Regions from separate parts of the Sus scrofa genome. Here region 1 is linked to region 2. Evidence: chromatin contacts called from public promoter capture Hi-C data. All regions are on one chromosome and are shown on one strand. The core of a region is the stretch at or near the end of the contact, and the rest is flanking DNA. Distances in the headings are between cores, read along the strand shown. Region 1 overlaps KIAA1671. Region 2 overlaps KIAA1671.

Region 1 (4,725 bases), core at 788-3,287, 69 kb after region 2:
CTGCTGTGAACATTGGGGTGCAGGGATGTTTTCGAGTTAGGGTTTATGTTTCTTTTTTCAGATATATACCCTGATGACTTCCTTTTTAAAATTTAACATAATCGTGCATACATGATGCATAATCGTGCATATACCTAATATGTAGAGCATAATCACCTTTTTATTTTTAATGGCTCCCAGGTATTTTATTATGGGTCTGGGCCCAAATGTTTTTATCCAGACTCTTGTTGATAGACATTTGGATTGAGTTGAGATTTAGGGCTTCATTGAGCATCTGGAGGCACAGCTTTGCTTCCTTGGGTGAGGATTTCTTGACTGACAGGCAGTTCTGCTCGTGCGCCCCACACGGGGTGTGTGACTGCAACTCAAGTGATTCCTTCCTTCCTCCCTCCATCCCTCCCTTCCTCTCACTCTTTTTCTTCCTTTTTCACTTAACGTTCATCAAAACTTTGCCCCAGGCCCGATTATAGTCTTCCATTTAATCAAATGATTCTGTTTTCCTTTTGAGGAGAATATCTTCACGTGACTCCAAAAACACAAAGCAGAAATTCCCCCAGACCTGGCATTCTCCATCCGCCCATTCCTTTTCATCCAATAATCATATTCCTTTCTGTCCAAATTCTTTTAGAGTTTCTTTACAAAAATACAAGCAAATATGAACATATAGTCTTATTTTCGCCTCCTTTTCCCACAAAAGAGCGCATCCTATACAACTGGTTGAACCTTTGGCTGCCAGCAAGAGTAGCCCAGGGCATCCTAAAAGACAGCAGGTCAGGGGCCTCCCCTCCCCCAGACCATTGTGGCTCAAGTCTCTGGGTGGGGCCTGCCTTTGTTAGTCTTAAAAGCTCCCCTGGGGATTCTTGGGTGGAGGGCCCCTGCTGAACCCACAGATCTGCCACCTGCCTTTTTTTTCCCCTCCAGATAAAGCATCTTGCAGAGTTTGTGCCTTCAGCCTGCAGAGAGCCTGCATCCTCATTATTTCTGATGGCTGCATAGTAGAGCAGCATGGGTGATATTTCCCATCTCCTAGTATTTACAAACCACGTATGTGCAGGTGTATCTGAGGGTTCAGAATGGTGACTGCCCGTCCAAGGAGGGGAGGGATTGTGATTTCGCTGGACCGTGCCAGCATGCCCTGCACTGGAACTGTACCAGTTCACGTCCTGTCGTCCCCCTCATCTTGTCGCTTGTGTATGAGGCCATTTGTACTTCCCTCCTGTAATCAGCTTGCTTGAGTTCTGCCCCTTTTCTTTTGGAAGAGGAGTTCTTTATTAGGAAGATGAACGCTTTCTACTTTTATGATTTGATTTTTCCCTGGAAATAGCCCCCAACTGCAAACAGGGCAGATCCGACATTGGTCAGACCTAGCTTTGTGACTTATCAGTTGTGTGACAGCAGGAGCCTTGCCCAGCCTCTCTGAGCCTCAGTCTCTTCATCTGTGAAGAAGGAATCCTGTTTGCCTCACGGACTTGCTGGAGATTTATCCTATAGTCAGGTGCCCGGCTCAGGGCCTGACGTGAAGAAGGTTTGAGGAAATCCGAGGGGTGCACTTAGGGTCAGCCTCCATTGTGCCATTCATTGAATAGATGTACAAATGAACCCAGTGCCAGGCTGCCGCGTCCAGCGCTGCAGGGCAACGGGGAATCCTGGAAGGGGGATGGTGCGGTATAACAAAACACACAAGACTCTTTCTTCTACATCTAGAAAGTGGGGGACCAGGAGGCACTCCGTTCAGCAGAACAAAGGCGCTGGGCTTTAGCCCACAAAACTTATTAAGGAAGGTACCATGTGTAGATTTGTGAGCATGAGCAGGCTGAGGCAGTGACAAAGCTACCGCTTAGTGAATAACAAAGGAAACTATTAGCACTGGTGCATCCCTCTAGGGCGTAGTGCAGCTGCTCATAGAATAGCTTGGTTTATGCATAGCTCCCTTATCTTGTCTTTGAAGGAGACCCTGTACTTTAGAACTCTGTGTCAGCAGATATTTGCCTTCTGCAGAGAGTTCAGCAGTTCAGTGGTCTCCAACACCAGGCCCTGTTTTGGGTGCTGGGGCTGCTGGGAGGGCCCAGTCCACTGTGTCAGGCTGCACACGGCAGCCACTGGCCACGTGTGGTTCTTTACATTTAAATTAGTTACAATTAAGTAAGGTCCGAAGTTCAGTTTCTCAGTTGCACTGGACACATCCACGTGCTCCAAAGCCACAAGGGGCCCATGACCATGGCCTTGGGCAGCCTGGATCGAGAGCATTGCCACAATCGCAGAATGTTCCAGTGGACAGCGCTGGTCCAGAAGGGCAAGCACAGTGAGTGGGTGGGGTCATTGAGAGAATGGTAAGCCCCGGGGAGATAGAGTAACCTCCCTGTCACCCCTTCTTCTAAGGGGTGGTCTCACGGGAAGGGACCTGACAGATGCCAGGTGAGCGATGCTTAAAAAGACCCAGGCCGGTGAAGGTCTTCGGAGGGAGGGGTGGGGGGAGGGGAGGCAGAAGCAGCCAGAGAAGAAAGCCCAGCAGGGGGATGAGTTGGTCCTGGGGATGCTGGAGGGACCACAGTGGGCCCTGGGGTGCCCCCCAGAGCTGAGACGGAGAGGTGAGGAGGGGCCGGAGCATAAGGGAGCTAACAGGTTCACCATCTGTGTCTCAGGGAGACCCCTGGCTGCTCCCTGGGTGAGGCTGGAAGCAGGGAGGCCAGTGAAGAGGCTGCCGTGGTCCTCAGACAAGAGGTGACAGGGCTTGCATCACAGTGGTGGCCGTGGAGGGAGGGTTTGCAGCAATGAGGTACAGCTTTATTGAGATATTATTAATGGCCCATGGAAGTCACCCACTTAAAATGTACAATCGATGGCTTTTAGTGTATTCACAGAGTTCTCCAACCATTATCACACCCAATTTTTAAATATCTTCATCACCCCCCACACACCCCGGAAAGCCTTGCACCTACCACGCAGGCATTTCTTGTTTCTCTAATACCCTCCAGTCCTGGGCAGCCATTCATCCACTTTCTGTCTCTATAGATTTGCCAGAATAGGCATTTCATAGGACATTTCATATAAACGGAATCACACAATATGGGGTCCTTTGGGACTGGCCTCTTTCACTTAGTGTAATGTTTTCAAGGTTCATCCATATTGTGGCATCTATCAGCACTCCCTTCCTTTTATGGCTGAATAACATTCTGTTGTGTAGATGTGCCCATTTTATTTGCCCATTCGTCAGTGATGGGCATCTGGCTTGTTCCCACTCTGGCTCTTACAGGGGATGCTGCTCTGAACACATATGTACATGTTTTTGGGTGAACCTAGGCCTTTCATTTCTTTGGCTTTATACCTGGGAGTGGCATTGCTGGGTCATATGGTAATAACCCCAGATTTCACCTTTGAGGGACTGCCAGACTGTTTTTCAGAGCAGCTGTACCATTTCACATTTCCACTAGCAGTGTACGAGGGTTCTAATTTTGCTACATCCTACCAACATTTGTTATCATGTGTCTTTTTAAAAAAATTGTAGTTGATTTACAATGTTGTGTTAATTTCTCCTGTACGGCAAAGTGATATATATATATGTATCACACACACACATATACCATATACATTCTTTTTAAAATATTTTCTTTTCCACTATGGTTTATCATAGCATATTGAATATATAGTTCCCTTTGTTATAGAGTAGGGCTTTGTCGTTTACCCATCCTACATGTGATAGCTTACATCTACTAACCCCCATTCCCAGTCTGTCCCTCCCCCAATCCCCTCCCCCTTGATAACCACAAGTCTGTTCTCTATGTCTGTGAGTCTGTTTCTGTTCTGTAGATAGGTTCATTTGTGCCATATTTTAGATTTCACATATGTGATAATCATATGGCATTTGTCTTTCTCTTTCTGACTTCACTTAGTATGATAATCTCTAGTTGCATCCATGTTGCTGCAAATTGCATTTTTCGTTCTTTTTTTATGCCTGAGTAGTAATTCCATTGTGTATATGTAAACCTCTTCTTTATCCATTCATCTGTCAGTGGACATTTAGGTTGTTTCCATATCTGGGCTGTTGTGAGTAGTGCTGCTATGACCATGGAGGTGCATGTATCTTTCCCAGTTATAGTTTTGTCTGGGTATATGCCCAGGAGTGGGATTGCTGGATCATATACCGTAGTTCTAGTTTTAGTTTGTGAGGAACCTCCATACTGTTTTCCATAGAGGTTGTACCAATTTACATTCCCACCAACAGTGCAGGAGGGTTCCCTTTTCTCCACACCCTCCGCAGCATTTGTTATTTGTAGCCTTTTTAATGATGGCCATTCTAACCAGTATGAGGTGGTACCTCATTGTAGGTTTGATTTACATTTCTCCAATAATTAGCAATCATCTGTCTTTTTTTTCTTTTTAGGGCTGCACTTGTGGCATAGGAAATTTCCAGACTAAGGGTCAGACTGGAGCTACAGGTGCCAGCCTACGTCACAGCCACAGCAATGCGGAGCCAAGCCTCGTCTGTGACCTACACCACAGCTCATGACAATGCCAGATCCTTAACTCACTGAGGGAGGCCAGGGATCAAACCTGCATCCTCATGGATACTAATCAGATTCGTTTCTGCTGTGCCACAGCAGGAACTCCCTTGTTTTTGATCATCTGTCTTTTTGATTCTATCCATCTTAATGGATGTGAAGTTGTATCTCATGGTGGTTTTTTTAAAAGTTGAGATATAATTCATGTTATATTTCTTTTTTTCTT
Region 2 (4,264 bases), core at 27-2,526:
AGCCTCTGTCTCCAGAAGTTCTGGAGAGGGCAGCAGAGAGTCAACAGTGATTTGCCTTTGTTCATATAGTATACTCATAATGTAAAAGCCCTGCTTAAAGGTGGAATTTTGGGGCATTTCAGCTTTCAACCCAACCATTCTCTGTCCCCTACCTCGAAGATCCCATCCTGGGAGTCATAGTTGTATTTAAAAGCCACGGAGTTGGGTCCTATTGATGGCTTCATTCATTCAGATGATACAGGAGATTATTCTAGGATGTAAGACTTCATGGGGCCTCTATCTCACCATTTCTGGGTTTTGTCACTATGGGAAAGTCTCTTAGGGAGCCTCAGGCTGCTCCTTGGTAACATAATGGAGTGCTGATCCTTACTTCGAAAGTGTAGGTTAAAAGATACAATGGATATATATTTCCTATAGCAGCTGTGGCTTCTCACACACACAAACACACAAATTGAAAATGAGGTAAGAGAACTCCATGCTAATTCTCCTCAAGCCACACAGCGTGCTCTCTCTTTTTTTTTTTTTTTTTGTCTTTTGTCTTTTTAGGGCCCTCCCTGCGGCATATGGAGGTTCCCAGGTTAGGGGTCTAACCTGAGCTGTAGCCACTGGCCTACGCCAGAGCCACAGCAACACTGGATCGGAGCCACGTCTGCGACCTACACAACTCACCGCTACGCTAGATCCTTAACCCACTGAGCAAGGCCAGGGATCGAACCTGCAACCTCATGGTTCCTAGACGGATTTGTTAACCACTGCGCCACAACGGGAACTCCCTCTCTTTGACTTTTTTGAGGACTGACTGACAGTAAATGCATGTTTGAGTTTAGGTTCTTCAGTAATTCAGTATCCATACAATTCCTTCCTAAGGAAGGAAGCACGAGTAACAAATACAATTCAACTTATTTGTGGAAATATTGTTTAAAACGTATGTAAGCTCTTGAGAGCCTGGATTTTGCTAATTGCTTCACCACTGGGTCCCTGGAGTCAAGCATACTGTAGATGCTTAATAAAGACCTATGGAATGAAATGAGTAAAGGATAGCAAAACAGACATCTTGTCGTTCAGGAAAGACTTCCTATGATTTTCTCAACTTGTCCAATAAGTCTCTATACACCTCACCCCTCACATCCACCTCAACACAATGGCAGCAGTCATGGCATACAGTAGGCGCCCCAGCGGAGTGAACAAACTATCCCAGGTCCCCCGACCTTGCGTGCAATTCCCTGCTCGCCACAGAGCAGCGCGAGAGCTACATGTAGACCTCGTTCGCTCCCCTGTCAGCGACAGCAGCCCAAGCAATTCAATAGGCGAGGCTTTACCAAGCGCCTCTAAAGTTCCCCAACTGCATTAGGCTCTCGCGGGCGCAGACTCCGCGGCAGGTCGGTGTCCTTTGCGGGGGGAACCCCGGCCAGAGCCGGGGAATGATCCCCGGAAGGTGGATGGGGATCGTGAACAACATTCTGAATCCAGCGCGACGGGGCCGGATCCGGGAGCCCTTCTGGGAGAAGTGTCGGGGCAAACTCGCGACCTCTGACCTGCCTGACCGCCCCCCGACCCAGGCACCAGCCCGAGAGACTGATCCCGCCGGCCGCGCTCCGCCCCGGGGCCCTCCGCGCAAGCGCCGCCGGCCGCGGTTCCCATGGTGACGGGGCGCTTCCCCCGCCGAGGCCCCGCCCCCAGCAGGGTAGGCTGCGCTGGGCCGCGGGCTGCGCGGGCAGGTGTCGCGGGCTCCGGGCAGGTGGCGGCGCGGCGCGGGCAGGCGGCGGCGGCTCCAGGGTAGGTTGCGCGGCGGCGGCGGTGGATGGGGGCTGGCCATCCGCCCCGGGTCCCCGGCCTGAGAGGGGCTGGGGAGGAGGCGGCCGGCGATGGCCGCCAAGTTTCGGCTTGGCTAAGGCCCCGGGAGAAAAGTTGGCAAAGTTAGCCGGGGAAGAGGTGGGGACCCGGTGGATCTCCCCCGGCTCTGGGTCTTCGAGGAGGGGGCGCCCCGATTTGGTAGCCAGGAGATCTGTCTCTCGAGACTTGGGAGTGGATCCCTCGAGAAGATCCCGCACTGGGGAGCCAGTGGATCCCGCGCCACCTGGCTGAAGACTTGGAAGTCGATCCCAGGAGTGATCTGGCGCCGGTGGCCTGCAGTCCCCATTCGACCCCCAGCCTGGGGGTGACTGGACGGTGATTTGAAACTGGGAGCTAGTTGATTCCTTTACCCCACTCCTCACTGGTCCGAGCCTTAGGAGTGATTCCTAGAGGAGATCTGGTGGCGGGGGGCTGGAGGATCGCTGGAGATCCGGGCTACCCAGCCTGGAACTACTAGGCTCTGGACGTCCGTGAGGGTTGGAGGCCCAGGAGGTGGACACTGGGATGCGGGGTATGGATCGAGGCCGAGCCCGGGGTAAAGGGATCCAGCGGGCAGCAGTGGGGGTGGAGAGAGCAGCTCACCGGGCCCCAAGGGCTCTGGGGCTCCAAACGCACCCCCCCCCCGCCGCCCGCGGGCCTGCGCTCCCCTCTGCGCGCTTCCCAGGGCAGAGGTGCCCTGATGGGATTAAGGCTCCATCTCCTCCGCTCCCCAGTCAGCTTGAGTGGCCATCACCCCGCTGGTGGCGCCAAGTGGGGCTACAGGCAGGGCCCCAGGGAACGGAAGCGTCTCTTTGACCCCCGACCCGGGCCTGACCTTTCCACACCCTCCTAGCACACCCTTGGCTCGGAGTTGGGCGCCGCGCCCTGAAACCCTGATCTCCGTCGGTCCGCAGTGGGGTGTGTGCCCTCGCGCGCCGCCTAGGTGGCCAGGGCTTCCTGCCCGCGGGACTGAACTTTCTCTAGCTAGGAGCTGCCATTACCTTTTGGAAGGGAATGGACTGTACCTGTTGCACAAAGAAAGTGCTTTTTCTTTTCAGCTTCTTTGGATCTTGGACAAAACACTTAACCTCTTTGAGCTCAGGTCTCCCTTCTGGGCAAAATGGAGTGGGGGGTCACCCTTCTCTTTCTTTTGGGTGACTGGCAGGATTAATAGATATAATAGGTAAGGGCTCTGTAAATATTAGTGGGTCCTCCTTCTGTGGCTTCTCCTTGCGGAGGTCTTAGCCCCTGCCCCATTCCCCAGGGTATTTGAGGGAAGGCTGCAGAAACCCAACTTGCTGTCTTTTTAAACTGCAGGATTAGAGAGATATTTAACTTGGTCTTTCTTCCAAAGGAATATAATTGCCCCTCTGATCCCCCTTGCAGAGAGAAGCTCTAGGGCTTGGCTAATCAGTAACCAGGACAGTTGGACAAGGCTTCTCCCTGGGCCCAGCTTTCCCTTTGCTAATCCATCGAAGCTCCTGGACAAACATGTGTTCACCCCCAGACGCTGGAGTCTCATCCCTGGGACCGCTCCAGGGGTAGTTGTGCAGACACTAGCTGCCGTCCTGGTGGTTTTAGGGGGAGTCCTTTTTAAAGGATTTGCATGCTTGACAAGAGTGCAGTTACCCTAGGGAAGTACAGGGTTTCATTCAGGACAGTGTCTGGGCACGTGAGCCAGCACCTTAAGTCAATCACTGTGTGTATTGAGCACCTACTGTGTGGCAGGTGGTGTAGAAATGGTGTGACCCGGGGCAGTATAGGATCTGTCTCCCGGCTTGCAATCTAGCTATGAGCAATCAACTTGCCTTGCACTCCAGTGAGGCAGCTATGCTGATCCTTGATGTTGGGGGTGCGGCCCTCAACCTGGAAATGCCACACCCCTCCTTGGAGGTCCTGGGGGCTGACTTTTATTCCAGGCTGACCTTGGCAGGAGAGTGAAACAGCCCACTTGTCTGGCCCTGAGCCTTTCTCCTCTCTCAGCATCATCATAATTCATTTCTGACCAACTCAGAAAAAGAGTCTCAGAGGAGTGTTTTAAATGTGCATTCATTCATTCATTCATTCAACATCGAACAACATGTTTCAAGACACTGTGTCAAAGAAGAGGCTAGTAGTCATACCCTCAACAGGTAAAGTCTTTGTGAAAAGAGGCGATTGTTTGGAAGGAGAGAATGGGAGGATGGGCTGGTGCCTTCTGGCCTGGGGATGGATGGAGGCAGAGGTTTCGTTTCTTGGAGAGCTTGCCAGTGTGGAGAGGATGGTATTATGTCCTGGTAGAGGGAATAGGAAGGCCTCGATGGTCTGGACGGAGGAGGGAGCATGGGGTGTTGGCTGGAGATGCTGGCAGGGGCCAGGTCAGCCATTCCCAGGGGTTTGACGTTTATTCCAGGGCAGTGGGGCACTGTGGACAGTTCTCTGGGGGAGAGGG

The links. Promoter capture Hi-C pulls out the DNA fragments that hold promoters and counts their contacts.
Region 1: a contact with region 2 is called in a promoter capture Hi-C map of fetal liver, with 2.7 times the contacts expected there. The contact joins two enhancer-like sites. A contact is called at or near these places in 3 of 5 promoter capture datasets (fetal liver and liver), 25 of 47 Hi-C or Micro-C datasets (alveolar macrophages, blood, brain and 15 more) and 1 of 2 datasets of contacts at active chromatin or transcription factors (skeletal muscle).

Annotation. Positions count from the first base shown.
Region 1 is chr14:43,062,659-43,067,383 of Sscrofa11.1, forward strand. All of the region lies in intron 7 of KIAA1671, which reads left to right. Among named protein-coding and RNA genes, the nearest start is that of TMEM211, 77 kb to the left of the region's middle. Within about 2 kb of position 2,038, at least 4 of the 83 cell types and tissues checked have an H3K27ac peak or open chromatin away from gene starts, as enhancers often do. A contact at or near this core is called in fetal liver, where this site is marked.
Region 2 is chr14:42,993,970-42,998,233 of Sscrofa11.1, forward strand. The region is part of intron 1 of KIAA1671; the gene reads left to right. Among named protein-coding and RNA genes, the nearest start is that of TMEM211, 8.2 kb to the left of the region's middle. Within about 2 kb of position 1,277, at least 61 of the 83 cell types and tissues checked have an H3K27ac peak or open chromatin away from gene starts, as enhancers often do. A contact at or near this core is called in fetal liver, where this site is marked.